Linked DNA regions of Mus musculus: regions 2 and 3 are each linked to region 1. Evidence: chromatin contacts called from public HiChIP or PLAC-seq and promoter capture Hi-C data. All regions are on one chromosome and are shown on one strand. The core of a region is the stretch at or near the end of the contact, and the rest is flanking DNA. Distances in the headings are between cores, read along the strand shown. Region 1 holds the start of Lilrb4a (leukocyte immunoglobulin-like receptor, subfamily B, member 4A). Region 2 holds the start of Nus1 (NUS1 dehydrodolichyl diphosphate synthase subunit). Region 3 holds the start of Sim1 (single-minded family bHLH transcription factor 1).

Evidence for each region. HiChIP or PLAC-seq counts read pairs in DNA pulled down with a chosen protein or histone mark. Capture Hi-C pulls out chosen DNA fragments and counts their contacts.
Region 2: an H3K27ac HiChIP or PLAC-seq map of bone marrow-derived dendritic cells shows a contact between it and region 1, with 6 times the contacts expected there. The contact joins the promoter of Nus1 here to the promoter of Lilrb4a in region 1. A contact is called at or near these places in 3 of 115 datasets of contacts at active chromatin or transcription factors (bone marrow-derived dendritic cells, effector CD8 T cells and memory CD8 T cells).
Region 3: a contact with region 1 is called in a promoter capture Hi-C map of adipose tissue. The contact joins the promoter of Sim1 here to the promoter of Lilrb4a in region 1. A contact is called at or near these places in 2 of 115 datasets of contacts at active chromatin or transcription factors (bone marrow-derived dendritic cells and bone marrow-derived macrophages) and 1 of 9 other capture datasets (adipose tissue).

The regions. Positions count from the first base shown.
Region 1 is chr10:51,489,371-51,492,330 of GRCm38.p6, reverse strand. Lilrb4a (leukocyte immunoglobulin-like receptor, subfamily B, member 4A) reads right to left here and starts at 1,433. Exons shown (of 9, transcript NM_013532.3): 1 at 1,280-1,433; 2 at 1,099-1,134; 3 at 613-897; 4 at 168-470. The coding sequence starts at 1,313.
Region 2 is chr10:52,416,034-52,418,993 of GRCm38.p6, reverse strand. It overlaps Nus1 (NUS1 dehydrodolichyl diphosphate synthase subunit), which reads right to left and starts at 1,447. Exons shown (of 5, transcript NM_030250.2): 1 at 826-1,447. The coding sequence starts at 1,252.
Region 3 is chr10:50,894,284-50,897,243 of GRCm38.p6, reverse strand. It overlaps Sim1 (single-minded family bHLH transcription factor 1), which reads right to left and starts at 1,593. Exons shown (of 11, transcript NM_011376.3): 1 at 1,173-1,593. The coding sequence starts at 1,347. It overlaps A230054N11Rik (a long non-coding RNA gene), which reads left to right and starts at 2,710. Exons shown (of 2, transcript XR_871640.2): 1 at 2,710-2,960.

The sequences.
Region 1 (2,960 bases), core at 184-2,683:
CAGGGGATTCTGACTGCAACTCCTGTATCAAGGGGTAAATGTCTTTTGAACTGAACAGTATTTCTAACCACAGTGCTCCCTCCCTTTTATTCTAAGCCATAGATCATCTTAGGAAAAAGACCCAAGTGACCCAATACACTAAGTGATTATGGGTGGAAGGTGCTTACCTGAGATCATGAGGTCTAGGGAGTTACTTGGTTTTGACCACACCTGTGGTTCATTTCTAAAGTAGCCATAGCATCTGAATGTTCCATTGTGGTTGGGAGTAACAGCATCCAGAACAAAAGTAGCATAGGATGGCTGATTGGCCTGATGCTGTGAGTCCAGGGTCCAAGAGAGGCCATGCTTTCCTTCCTGGATCAGAATGAATCTGCCAAATACTATGGATGAGCTGCAACTAAAGGATATGGAAACTCCAGAGGTCACATTAGAGCTGGGATAGACTGACAGGCTGGGATTTTCATATGCTCCTAGAATACAAGGGACAGTGTGTGAAATGAACATGAGTTACCCATATTGTCCTCCAGGATTGGACTCTGAGAGAAGAGCTCCTGGAAAATAGATCTCCTTCTGAGGAGAGAGCCTGTGCATGGTTCCCTGATGTCCACTCACCTGTCATCACCAGCTCCATGGCATCACTGTGCTCTGAGAAGCCAGCAGCACTCTCATAGTAACACTTATATATGCCTGCATATGAGGTTGTCATGCTTGGAATGTTGAACTTGGCCTTATTCCTGGTTTCCAGAGGGACTTGAGTGTCCCAAGGATTTACACTTTTCTCTTTATACAGATGATAATACTGGGCCTCCCAGGAACCCTGACACCAGGTAATCACAGATGTATACGCAGCGATCACAGAGCCTGGCTCAGCCCAGATGATGGGCTTTGGGAGGTGTCCTGTGAAGAAATCAAAGGCCCTGAACATCTTCCTTCAGACACTAGATCTTAGCACAGAACACACCCATGGAACAAGACATTATTAGCCCATAAATGTCAACCCCCCATCACCATTTTGAGGAATTGACACACTAGAAAGTAGATTAGAGGTTGTATCATCAGAGTGAAGAATCAAATCCTGGGATGGCTGGAGACACTCACCTGCCTGTACTGCAGTCCTGGGTTCCAGAATAAGACCTGGAAAAAAAAAACCCTTTTCTCAGTGCTTTTTCACATTGAGAGCCAGAATGGATCCCCTAGGATGTCCATGTGAAATTAAACCTGGCTGTCGAATAGGTTCCCTTACAAACACAAGCATCCACTCCCCCTCATTATACCTCACCAAGGTATAGCAGCACTGTGAGCATGGCGATCATGGTGAGTCCAGGCAATGTTCGTAGCTGTTCTCTTGGGCCAGTCTGACAAATGTCTGTCCTGTAACATCAGATATGCAGTTGTCATCTTGAGGGCAGGTCCTTCCTGTCATGGGTTTTCTACATCATAGCTATTATGAGAAGGGAAACTTCTGTAATTTCCTAAGAGCAGATGATTGGGTAAACACTCATTCTCTCAAGTTCCTTCAGAGAAAAGCCACATCCTTTAGGACACATATCCTGGGGTTAAAGATCTTTATGTTTTAAACATTTATTTTACTTTTCACTGTCCCCTATCACATTCTCTGTCTTTCTCACTATTTCTCTCTCTCTCTCTCTCTCTCTCTCTCTCTCTCTCTCTCTCTCTGTGTGTGTGTGTGTGTGTGTGTTATGTGTGCTACACCACGCTGCAACTCTGACATCCTAATTCTTCACAGAGAAGTTTTACTCTCAGACCCAATTTCTGTTCCATTCCTCATCAGAAAAAGAGAAAGTATGACTCATGTGATATCTGGGATTGTAGTGCAGAATAATGTGGAAACAAAGTAAAAGTGACTATATATTTTAAGTCTTATTTTACATTTTTATGCTGCTGGTTGGAGTCTTCTGCACACAGAGGAGGAGAATGTTTCCAAAAACATAAAAATGGCAAGAAGATATATAATTAAGAGGATAAATATTTTGTCAAAGAAAGTTTTTATATACTCACAAATTAGTAATTGACACATGATGAGGTTTCTGTTCATGAGTATATATATATATATATATATATATATATATATATATATATATATGTATGTATATATGTATGAATTTGATATGATGATTATATGAAGTTAATGAAGTCAATAAGAACCCTAACAAACAAAATATTAGTATATGTAAAATAATTAGAATTATGATAGAAGACAATGAAAACCTAAAACACACATTAAAACTGAGTCTGTTGTTTTGACATAAAGATGGTAATGCCTGAAATAAATGAAATTAAAAAATCTCAATAATAACATATCTTTATTCCTAAAACATGACTTCTGGATAATTATTTGAAGAGTTGATGGAAAATAGGACTTCTGCAGAGAAAATCTTTTGTGTGGACCCTAAAGATGCCAAACACTTAGAAGCAGGAAAAAGATGACAGATGTGAGGGCTGTGAGCTGAGGAAGGAATTGCACCGAGATGATAAAGTTTCGCCCTCAGGAAGAACTCTCTTCAGAGATATATTGTTTAACATGTCACATGTTATGTACAGTAACACCTATATAGCAATTGAGTGTTCAATTCACAAACCTAAAGTTTTGTATATGTGTTGAGAGATATATCATCTTGAATTACTTCTTACACAATGTATATCTGTAATATACCCACTCTGTATCCCAGAAAATATTATTCATGCTGTAACTTTAAAAACAAGTGAAATGTATAAATAATTTTAAAATATAAGAATAGTTAATAAAAGCATAGAGCAACACAAGAACTAGAATAAATAAATCCTTGGAGAGATATTTTGTTGAATCTACTGACTGCATGTCTACCATATGATCAGTTAGTGTGGGTATGCTCCAGTGGTGAAGTGTAGACAATGAATTCTCATTGTCTCTTTCCTCTTATCTATAAAAGGATTAATAAAACATCTAATTCCAAAACTGT
Region 2 (2,960 bases), core at 198-2,697, 930 kb before region 1:
CCTCCTTTCAGAATCTCCTTTCTAGTAGAAACACTCCCCAAATGTCATCCATCACCTCTGTGAGTGTGTCCCTTTCTCCCCTCCAGCCTGAGACGAAGGCAAAATTCCAAGAAATATATTTGCCATTATAACTAACGCTTTAGGCTTGTCATGCAGTAAGTGTTGAGTTCTGTCCTTAACAAACCCGTGGTGAAATCCACTGCCTTGATTACTTGAAGGAACACAAGTGTATCTAGTACTGTACTGGCCTCTAAGGTGAAATGGCAACACGTGATTTCAGGCCTTTTTCCAGGCCTATCAAAACTCTCACACACTTTTCAGAAACCCCATTCAAATGCCACCTAACTCCAAGAGAGCTCATTTGGAAATCCTACAATGCAGCTCACGTATAAAGCCGCCACTGCTTGGTCGCCCTTAAGATGAGTTCATTGAACCCCCTTGAAGAGACACTTTGAAGAGCGCACAGACTGGTTAACTCCCCGTTACTTTTATGACCTTGGGCAAATCAGTTAATGTTCTGAACGTCAGCTCCCTCTTTCGTGAAACAAAGCCAGAGAAAACCACCTCCCTTAACGGACTACATTAAATATCTTTTACATGTTACAAACACTAACCAAATCTAAAGACTTTGTCAACGTCAACGTTCAATAAGACTGATCTCCCTTCCTCGAAAGCACCAGCACAGTGTAAGGGCCAAGGGCTACCGAAACTCGCAGGGCCTGGAGAGGGCGGCGGCCTCGCAGGACGACCGGGAACAAACTAGCTAGAAACGTAGTCCTCAGACTCGGAAGTGCCTCGGTCACCCCACCTCCCACCCGGCCTCACCTTGGTGGTCGTAGACGCTAATGTAGGAGATCCCCACGGCCATACACCACACCACGAGGCTGGCGATGTCTGAGAAGCTGGGCTCCTGCACTTCCTCCGTGACCAACAGGCCCATGTGCACCGGCAGCTTCTGCAGGGACCGGACGTCCGCGCGCCAGCGCAGCCGAGGATGGGTGGCGGCCGGTCCCGGTCCCGGTCCCGGTCCCCCGTGCGGGTGCCGGTGATGACGCCGGTTCCTGCCGACGGCCCGGGGCTTGCGGAGCGTGAAGCCGAGCGGCGCTAGGACCGCGGCGGAGGCGGCGCGACAGCAGCGCCGCCAGATCCAGTTCCAGGTGCCGAAGCGAACGCGGAGCCAGGAGGTGAGCGTGAGGTGCAGGCAGAGCAGCGCGTGCAGCACCCGCCACACCAGCTCGTACAGCCCCGTCATACTCCTGTGGCGCTCGGGCACCGTCACCTCCCTCCGGCCCACACCCGCGGCGCGACAGGGTCTTATCCGCCCCAGCGGCCGGCGCGGGCCATCGCTCCGCGTCCCCCCACCCCCCGCGCCCGAGCCCCTCGCCACTGCCAACACCTCACCTAGCCCCCGCCGCCATCTTCCTCCGCCCTCCGCAGCCCCGCCCCCGTTAGTACATGGAGAGTTCTGATTGGCTGCCGGGGAACTCCGACGCGACCGGGAGTCGTGGCTGGAGCCGCCACCGCACTGCTAAAGAGAGCGTGCGCTTGAGAATGAGGCTGGCTCCGGGCCGCTGGCGCCCCCTGGGGATGAGGAGGGCGACGCGCCAACGCCTCTAGCCTTTCTCCTATGGAATGATTGGGCTGTTCCTCAGACTGAGGGGAGGATCTGCAGCTTGAGATTTGTTGCCTATCTCCCCCTCACGGCCATGACAGAAACGATTCCCAAGGAGTTAAAAGCAATCTAAATGAACTGGAAGTTACACAGAGAGAATCCACCACCGCATCAGCAAGTGTAGATGCTGGAAATCGACCACGGTCCCCAAACAGAAGTGTTCTTGTCCCCAAAGGCTCAAGTGTTCTTGGAGAGGTCTCATCACAGTTCTTTGTCCAATCTTCCGACGAGAATAGAACGTCCCAGAATGGGAATGAAGTCCTACAGCATAGGACCTGGAAACAGACTGTTAGGGTCTGACACTGTTAGGGTCCCTAACAAATCAAGCTCTGCCACCTGTCCTTCATAGACCAATGACACAATAGAAGGTAAATACAGAAAAGCGAAACTGATTCAATGTGGCCACTCTGAGAAGAGAATCAGTGCCCAGATACAGTTGGATCTGTGTAATACAGACATATTTTTTACTGTATAGCCCCTTTTCCCATTAGGAAATGTCTACAGGCCTTAATGTTTTGGCCATTGTCACCTGTTTTAATTGGTCTCATTTCTGTAAGAATTGCTTTGCTTTAGTTTAAAACGTGAGTCTCATGTCCATCTGCAAGTTTTGTTGCCTTTGGCAGGAAATGCCTGTGGAGGAATTTTAATTGGGCAACATGGCTCCTCTCAATAACCGTAGCCAAAGATATGATCTGGCCATGATCCACACTGGATTACAGTATGATCTGGCTGGAATACACACACTCCCTTAGCACATACCTGTAATCCCTGACAATGAAGATAAGGCTAGTTTGTTGAAGGAAGCATCCATGTTTGAAATTGATGTTTAATTGAAGGGCAAAGTTATGAATCAGGAAAAAAATTGAGTGAGAGATAGGATACGTCCAACTCACAGAAAAACAGACAGGAAACAGATGCTAGTTATGGGAGGGAGGAGAGAGAGAGAGAGAGAGAGAGAGAGAGAGAGAGAGAGAGAGGTGGAGTGGGGAGGTGGGTAGTATATGTGTATGGCAGTTTTACAAAAACAGTTTTACTGAGATAGGTTACAGAGGGAACAAACTAGATACAAGTGAAGACAGAATGAGTCAGAGAATGAGAGTCAGAACATATTAGAACATATTGCCAAAGTTAGTATGAAGCCAGTCAGAGCAATTCAGTAAGAAGCCAGATTGAATCAGTCAGCTCAGAAGATTAGATTGTATGGAGGCTAGAAGGTTCCAGGCATAGATCTAGGGATATTTAGAACAGAGAAGGAAACACTCTGGGTTCATTCCAAGCCATGTATCCA
Region 3 (2,960 bases), core at 344-2,843, 600 kb after region 1:
TAAACTATTTAGAAGGTTTGTGTGGTAGCCCTGGCTAGTTTGCAGCCCTTTTGCAAGTTTTGAACAAACACCAAGTGAAGGAAAACTTCATTCCCAGCAAAAACTAGCCCCCCCCATCAAAAAATAAGATCCCTCAAACACCCAAAACCAACAACAGGTCAAAAAGAAGTTCTCATTTGTCTCATTTGTAAATAAACAAACTTCTTTCTCTAGAAGTTTTGTTTGTCTAGTAATCATTCTTTTACATTCTTAAAACTTCCTCCCCTAACAAAATATTTTTCTATTCTGTTTGTTATTTGGTTGAGGAAGGGTGAGCAAATGGGAGATCAAAGAGCTCCTTCCCTGGAGAGTATTCACGTTTCCTACTAAGTAGATATGAGTTCACACAAGACTATGCTCTGGGAAGTCCGCTCTTCCTCTCACAATGAGTATTAGTAACTGAAATTCCAACTTACAATCCTATCTGCTGCTGGTATTCTAACTTCTAGGCCCTATGAGAGTTTGTCTCGATTTGTCAGCCACCACTGAGGATACATTTCTGTCTGCTCTACTTTCCTCAAATCTTGACTATTTTGAGACAAATTTATGATTTTACAGATAACGCCAAGGCCAGAAATGCAACTCACAAAGCTCCGATTTAAGAATCTCTGGACATCTTAAAAAATGAGAACCAATTTACTATAAACAGCCAAGAGACTGGCGGAGTCCAGGCATACTGTTCGCACACACACGCCTGCCCTCGCGGAATTGTGGCCCTTTTGATAAATTATTATCTAGCTTACCTAGCACTATGTTTATACATCTAATCTATACCTAGCAAAAATAAGCAATTGGGCAGTACTCCTGATTTCTATTGGATACATGTCTGACTAGAGGAACAAAAAGGAAAGTCATGTTTGGATTAGCCGTGCTTTCAACTGAGCCAAATGTTGATAAAAGCACTATTGGGTTATTTCCCAACCAAATATATCGAATGTGTTGGAGAGAGAAATACGGGGAAGAAGAGAAAGACTAAGAAAGGCAGGGAAAGCCCTTTGGCGCTGACTGATCAAATAGCTTGGTTAAATTTCCCTTTTCAGAGAATGTAACCCACGCCGGTAAACACAAGTACATTTCTGTGCTGCTGGGGTAGGTTTACTCCTTCGAAATTCAATCTAGGCACAGACGCTTACCTTCTGGAAAGACCACTCTCATTTTGAGATAGCTGGTCGTGAGTCTGATGATGGATGCTTTGTCCAGTTGGGAGGTGATGGCTGAGGGTAAAGGCAGTAATTTAGCCAGTTCATAAAATTCACTGTTTTCTTTCTCCCTCCTCGTTCGGGCAGCATTTTTAGACTTTTCTTTCATCGTGTCTCGGGCTCCCTTTCTTCTTACAACGTAAACTCCACAGACTCATCCAAAACCAAAAGTTAACTTTCAATTAGAGATCACACTCGGTAAAAACATAACTTTAAACAGGAGGCTGAAGTTTGCTCCGGGAAGACACGAATGATGGACAGGGCAATGCGGCAAACAAAATACTTTCTTGAAAACGTGAGGTGTAAGTATAAAAGAAAGCTGCTGGTTCACGGCAAATCCGGGCAATCCTTTGGGACTCTAAGTATAAAATGCTGGAAGGACTCCCGAGGAGCCAACCTTTTCATCTGATCCGCGGTAAGAACCCGGGTCCTTGGGAAATCGACATAATAATACCCGACGTTTGTTTTCCAACTCCTCTGGTTCTGAGCTGGTTTGTAGGAAACAGGAATCGCGGGTAACTTCTTTCAGATCACTACGAAGACAAGAACACCAAGGAATAAGACATCTGTGGCTAAACTCAAACCCACTATAATTCAGCCAACCGGGCCCCAAAGGGCCTCTGCGCTCATACTCTGCTCGTCACAGCCCTGGGTATTTAAAACTTGGGCAGGTCGGTCCCGGGACAGGCTGGGCTTCCGCTCGCCGCGGCCGGGATGTAGCACCGACGGCTAAATGCGCGTCTGCGGAGAGCTCGGCCGGCCGTGCGCGCCAAGCCAGGCTATCCAGCCGTGCAGAATTCCTCCACTGCCCCGGACTCCGGCTGCCTCTCCCCGGCGGGGTTCACGTCTGAGGGGTTCCTGGAGAAGTGCTGCTTATGCATCAAACCCCCGGGGACTCCCGCAGTTGCACACAGGGCACCGCAGCGCAGAGTTAACAGGTGGCACGCGCGACAGCCCCTCGTAGGCATCACCTGGAGCTCTTGGCTCCTCACCTACCTTACGTCCTCGAGAGCCGCGGAGGCTGCTAAGGCTCCCGCCCCCTAACTGCTTTCAAGCCTGCGCGCTTGCGGAGCCTCAGCGGCAGCCTCCCGGCTGTCACCCGCAGCCCGCAGAGTGTGCCTGGGCCACCTTCCCATGGGCATGAATGGGGGAGGGGTAGGTAGCAGCGGGAGGAGAACACAGGCTGGGGACAGGAGAGGTGTTTTCCGAGTCCGAGTCCTCCGTAGTGTTGGGAGCCGGTACTGTTCCTAATTGGGAGCCCAAAGCGCCCCCCTGTAACTTCTTTATAGCTTACCGGGTTTAGCTTCAACTTCGCTCCCAGGTTCCCTTTCTCCCGCCCTTCTCAAACGCCACTCACAAATTTTCTCTCTTCCTATTGGTCATAGGCAACCAAGACGCGGCGCTCATTGGCCAATCGGGGTGAGTGACGAGCATGCTCCCTGCTCCTCCTCCCCCCCCCCCCCCACGCGACTGGGCTCGCGGCTCGGGTCCTACAGTGAGCCTGGCAGCTCCGCTCCTAATGAGCCCCGGGCGCGGGGTCGCCGCTGCCCCGCTGCCGCCGCCGCTCCAAACCCCGAGGTCTTCGGCGTGCCGAGTGACACTCGCGCTCCCTAGACTCGGGTGTCTGCGCACAGCGTGCGGCCTTGCGGGGGCTGGCTAGCCGAGGCTCCAGGAACGCGTGCGAATAGCATCCCAGACAGTGGCCAGGATTTCCCCACGGCT